Linked DNA regions of Mus musculus: region 1 is linked to region 2. A link is a contact called in public HiChIP or PLAC-seq data. All regions are on one chromosome and are shown on one strand. Each heading gives the region's core, a stretch centred on a gene start, on an enhancer-like site or on the middle of the called end of the contact. The rest is flanking DNA. Distances are from core to core; before and after follow the strand shown. Region 1 overlaps Gm33169 (a long non-coding RNA gene). Region 2 has its middle 39 kb from the start of 4930539M17Rik.

Region 1 (2,700 bases), core at 116-2,615, 550 kb before region 2:
AGTCTTAATCATATTCTGATGGTGGTTTTATTTTTCAGTGACTGATACCCTTAAAGAAAAGAATTCTACTCCACAAGTGTCATCTCCCTGTGTAAAAATACAGGGCTGTGCATACACTATAAGCAAAACACAGGGACTTCCAAATGCAAATGAATGTGACTAGTTCTTGAGAAAATAAATTGAAAGCATACATACTATTCTGTAGACATATACAAACCCATGAATTCATATAAATGTCTTTATTCATTCATACACACAGAAAGAGTGCAAGTTACTCTTCCTGATGATGAACAGTTATGAACTGTTTAAAATGCTCATTGCTTTTTACCAAGGTCAGCGGGGGACATCTGTGTTACAAAGGGAAGTGGGACGCCTTTCCGAGGACCACCCTAGAGCTGGATCCAGAGAGGTGAAGAGTCCAGAGTGAGGGAGATGAACTGCACACAGGTAACCATGCTCTGAGTTCAGGGGGATGGGGCGGGTGCTGGCACAGTTTGAAGAAGGCCCTTTCTTTGACAGAAAGGTGAAAAGGGAGAGGAACAGAGAGGTTGGGATGGATGCTGGAGGGCTCCTCAGCAGAAGTCAGAAGGAAGGGAGGAGAGTTACAGGACCATAACCCTGTAGTTGAAGGGCCACTGGAAATGAGTGCGTTGTGAAACTCGGGAGCAGCCAGGCCTCCCTGGGGTAGCCCTTGCCTATGATCCCAGCAGAGGTAGGAGGTTCAGAGGTTCAAGGTCACCCTCAACTATTCAGTAACTTCAAGGTTGGCCTGGGCTACAAGGACAGTATGTGCCTTTAATCCCAGCACTAGGGAGGCAGAGGCAGGCAGATTTCTGAGTTCGAGACCAGCCTGGTCTACAGAGTTAGTTCCAGGACAGCCAGGGCTATACAGAGAAACTCTGTCTCAAAAAACCAAAATAAATAAATAAATAAATAAATAAATAAATAAATAGGACAGTATGTAAACAAGCAAACCACTAATAAGTAAATAACTTTAAAAACAGCTCTGGGACTGAGCTCAGCGGTTAAGAGCACTGACTGCTCTTCCAGAGGTGCTGAGTTCAATTCCCAGCAACCACATGGTGGCTCACAATCATGTGTAATGGGATCTGACACCTTTATCTGGTGTGTCTGAAAACAGTTACAGTGTACTCATATACGTTAAAAAAATTTTTAATCTTAAAAAAAAAAAAAAGCAAACAACTCTGCAACAATCTGGGGACAGCAGCGGACTAGAGGGGCCGTAGAAAGCTGAGTGAGGATTAGAGCCATGTAAGATGTGAGAAGGAATAGAAGCGGCTCTCAGGAGGAGCCTGAGGACTGGGTGGGGGAGGGGAGCGTTCCCGGAGCTGCTGAGAGCAAGGGCCCCTAAGCACAGGCACACCCTGTTTGGTGACAGAGTTCCTTTGGTGACAAGCTTCTGGGGCATCCTGGTTTGTGCGTCCAGAAGCTTCATCAGGTGCAAGAACCTTTTTGGGAGAAAATGTATAAAATACGTTATTTAGGAAGAGCATCTTTAGAGTAAAAGAAATGGCAGCAAATTAAGGGTAACAAAAAGCTGAAAAACAGCACCTCTAGAAATGGTAATTTTCTTATAATTGTCAGTCAGCACGTAGCATTATTTATCTACATTTTCTCCATATCTTTTCTTTTTTAAAAATGAAAGTTATAGAATATAAAATTTACCATTTCAAAGTGTGCAGTCTAGTGTTTTTTTTTTTTTTCCTGTCTCCTCAGAAGGAAAACCCACATCCATTCCACAGTTACCCTGTTCCCCCACAAGCACCTCCTCACCGCCCATCCACTCCTGTCCGTGCGGGAGGGCTGAGCGGTCCCTCCTCTGGCGCGTGTGCACAGTGGTCCTTGTGAGTTTTCATGGTACTGTCTCTCCTTCTCTGGATGGACAGTCTCCATCACCCTACCTTCAAATCACCAATTATTCTACTTGATCAGATCTACTATTGAGTGTTTTCAGTGAGCTGTGAATTTCCGATATTATGCATATTAGCTCCGGAATGCTATTGGACTTAAAAACAAAAAAAACAATCTCTGTCTCATTATCAGTGCTCTGCACTTGAAAAGTCTGATGCCTTTCAACTTTCTAATGAAGAAACTGAATATTTTATTAGTTATTTTCCTGTAAAACTGTTGCTTAACCAGTAAAACAGAGCCAGCAGATATAGCACACTGCACAATTAAGATAACATTGTTCATGTGTCCCTATTCAACTAAAACACTTTCCTCCACACCCAGTAGCTCCAGCAGGATGGTCATTAAATATCTTGACCTAGATCCAGAAATAAAGGAAAGCAAGTTACAATATTATGTAAAGCTTCTAACAACGTTATCTGAGAAATACGTCATTTCTTAAAAACAGTTTTATCACAGATAATCCCATGAACTATGAATACAGGAGCCTAGAGCCAAGTCTAAAATAAAAGTGAGCCGAGCGGGCTGGAGAAATGACTCAGAGGCTAATGACACCTTCACCCTCTGTAACTTGTAACTTGTAGTGGTTTGAGTGAGCAATGGCTCCATGGGCGCAGGTACTTGAATGCTTGGTCCCTACGTGGTGCTGCTGTTTGGGGAGGTGGTCCAGCCTTGCTGGGGGAAGTATGCCTCTGGGGTAAGTTCTGAAGGGCTCACAAGCTTGTCCACTTCCTGTTCTCTCTGCTTGCTGTTGTGGTTTAAGATCTGGCC
Region 2 (2,749 bases), core at 77-2,576:
CTCAGCCCCTTGCCTTCGCCCCAGGACATACCTTGTTCATTCCTTGCAGTGGACCTGACCATACCCACCTCTACTTGGTCTGTAGGCAGAGCTTTATATCCCAGCCCATGAGTGTCAGTGGGATGGAAGGGAATACAAGTGACTCCTACTTACCAATACCGGGAGGGCTGTAGCTGAGTAGAAGACAGATTACTTAGCAGGCCTGAGACTCTAGGACCTATCCCAGGCACACAGAGGAAAGGGCCTGATGGTGCAGACCTGTAACCCCAGCTGTCCTGAGGCTGACAGACGCCTGTGTGGACAATTGAGCAGATCGGAATAGAATGGTTAAGGCTCTAGGTCAGTGATGGAGGGCTTGTCTAACATATGCAAGCTCAGGGTCCAGTCTGCAGTAAGAGAAGGATCAAAGCCAAAGCTTGTGACATCTGTGCTGCCGATCTAATGCACACTAGGAATAAGGCACGAGTTCTAGAGCCTCCTTGTATCGATCACCTGAGCTCACACCCACAAGTGTGTAAATTACGAGCTCTGCCTCCCGCCATTTTCCACACTGGGGTTTAGCAAGTTGTGGCTTCTTGTCCTGTGCCACTAAAATAGTGGAGAGATGTTCCAGTGGAAGCCAGTTTGAGCCCCACATACAAGGTGTTCTTTTATATATTATTTACGGTGCAGGGGATGGAACCTCTGGCTTCTCGTGCTAGGCAAGAGTTTTTCCCCACCTCCATATGCAGGATTTAAAAGAGACAGACATAGGGAAGAGGACTTTTAAAAAGGAAGGTCACACTTATTTTTTTTTAAAGTAGTCTGTTTCTGAAGAATTTTGAATGTTGGCAATAGAGCAAGTCACATGAGCTATGTCAGTTGCCTCCCACCCCACCCCTACCCCCAGGAAGAAACCCCTTCTCCACACCTCATTCCCCCAAGATTGGATTTAGATAAATTTACCAGCTAAACCACCCTGAAGATTGCAGAACAATTGGCCTACAGGTGTGGCTAGGAAAAGCCTGGAATTCTCAGGGGTCACCTGAGTGTGGATTTTACATAGCCTCCCTCTGTTCTCCCTGGGGACAGGTCTCTCCCTCTCCCCACCTGCATTATCTATGGAAAGGTTCCTTAGAGCCTGTTTGCAGATTCCCCAACACTCCCCCCTCCACCCAGTCCCCACCCCTCCCACCCCCACCCATTGCACCCTGGCGAGTCCCCGCTGGGCTGGTTCCCAGAACCTCTGAGCTCAAAGGCAAGAGCAGGGTGGGGTGACTTCCCTCCCTGCAGGGAATTCCAGCAGGCCCTCCCCTGGGCTTCTGCTCAGCCCCATTCCCTTGCAATAAGGAAGTTTAAACAATTCTGACTTTGCACCCTACCCTGACAGAGCTCCACTCTGTCCCACAGGCACCAAGGTACACCCTGCATATTTTCACATCTGACTTTAAAGACACCCCAAATAAAACTGACGCTAACATCCATGATCAAAAAGTCCAGTGTTTTCTAAAGAGAAGCATTAAAGAATGACTGTATTAGTATTAACTAAAAAAGTGTAACACGTTATGTCTGATCAGTGATTCATTATATATAACATTAATTGCTTGGTTATATTTGGGCCTGATGAACATTTTTATTGATTGCCTAGCATCTACGACCTATGACATGCTTGCGCGGTACACTTTTAGTCAAATCAGACCAGGCTTTGTTCTCAAAGAGCAGGAAGCCCTTCAGAAAGAGAGCCACGTGCAAATATAAGAGTCTTGGGGAACGAGCTGGAGCAGTAAAGTAATTCAGTGTGGAATGCTTGCCCAACACAGTAAAACCCTAGGTCCAGCTCCACCAGCAAGACAAACCGCCATTATCCTCCTCCTCTTCTTCATCTTCACAGAGAGTTCAACACGCAACAGTTGCAGGGGAGAGCGAGGAGAGCTGTGTCTGAGGGGCTTCTAATGCCCCCAACCATGAGGGCCTGGTTCTCTTTCTTTGCTCCATGGCTCAAGACAAAGCCGTCTCTTGAGACCTTTCTTCTTTCCTGCATTTATTCACTCACTGGTTCATTAAGCAGTGTTCTTTTCCAGGTATGGTGGTATACACCTGTAATCCCAGCATTTGGGAGGCAGAGGAACTCAAATTATCTAGGGTTCAAGACCAGCATAGGCTCCATCACAAGATCTTATCTCAAAAGACGAACAAACAAAAATGTTCTTGTTTGACCTTGGCCATGGCATAGGCCTTGGGAAATGGCAAAGTCTCAACCTCTTGAGGTTTGTCCCTGATCAGGGGAGGCAAGTCAGGAAAAAAAAAGCCTTATAACCATGTTACTAAAATAACTTCACGTGAAGGCTAGAGATGGCCTCACCAGCTGACACCGTGATTTTGATCTCTAGAACCCATATAAAAGCTGGGTGCAGTAGCCTGCACCTCTAATTCCAGGACTCCTATGGGCAAGATGGGACTCAAGACAGGAGAATCGTCTGGAATGCCTAAAAAACATAGTACAGCAAGAGAGACTGCCTTGAAACAGGGCAAGAACTGACCCCTGAAAGTAATTTTCTGACCTCTATACACAGGCAGTAGTGTGAGTGCACACACACAGGACCCCACACACGCACAGGATAGCATGGGTGGGCACGAGCACATGCACGCACATGCGCACACACACACACAAATAAAAGAGTGAAAAATAATTTCGGGTGATAACTGCTGGGAAGACCATGGGCAGCGGCATTAGCCAGGGTGTTTGGAAATCAGAAGTTCAGGACTGAGG

Evidence for each region. HiChIP or PLAC-seq counts read pairs in DNA pulled down with a chosen protein or histone mark.
Region 1: a contact with region 2 is called in an H3K27ac HiChIP or PLAC-seq map of embryonic stem cells, with 2.9 times the contacts expected there. The contact joins two enhancer-like sites. A contact is called at or near these places in 1 of 484 Hi-C or Micro-C datasets (embryonic stem cells) and 7 of 115 datasets of contacts at active chromatin or transcription factors (bone marrow-derived macrophages and embryonic stem cells).

The regions. Positions count from the first base shown.
Region 1 is chr3:9,647,191-9,649,890 of GRCm38.p6, reverse strand. Gm33169 (a long non-coding RNA gene) reads left to right here. Exons shown (of 6, transcript XR_878676.2): 5 at 333-447; 6 at 1,738-2,279. Among named protein-coding and RNA genes, the nearest start is that of Gm33169, 15 kb to the left of the region's middle. Within about 2 kb of position 1,365, at least 50 of the 459 cell types and tissues checked have an H3K27ac peak or open chromatin away from gene starts, as enhancers often do. A contact at or near this core is called in embryonic stem cells, where this site is marked.
Region 2 is chr3:9,099,953-9,102,701 of GRCm38.p6, reverse strand. No RefSeq gene overlaps it. Among named protein-coding and RNA genes, the nearest start is that of 4930539M17Rik, 39 kb to the right of the region's middle. Within about 2 kb of position 1,326, at least 24 of the 459 cell types and tissues checked have an H3K27ac peak or open chromatin away from gene starts, as enhancers often do. A contact at or near this core is called in embryonic stem cells, where this site is marked.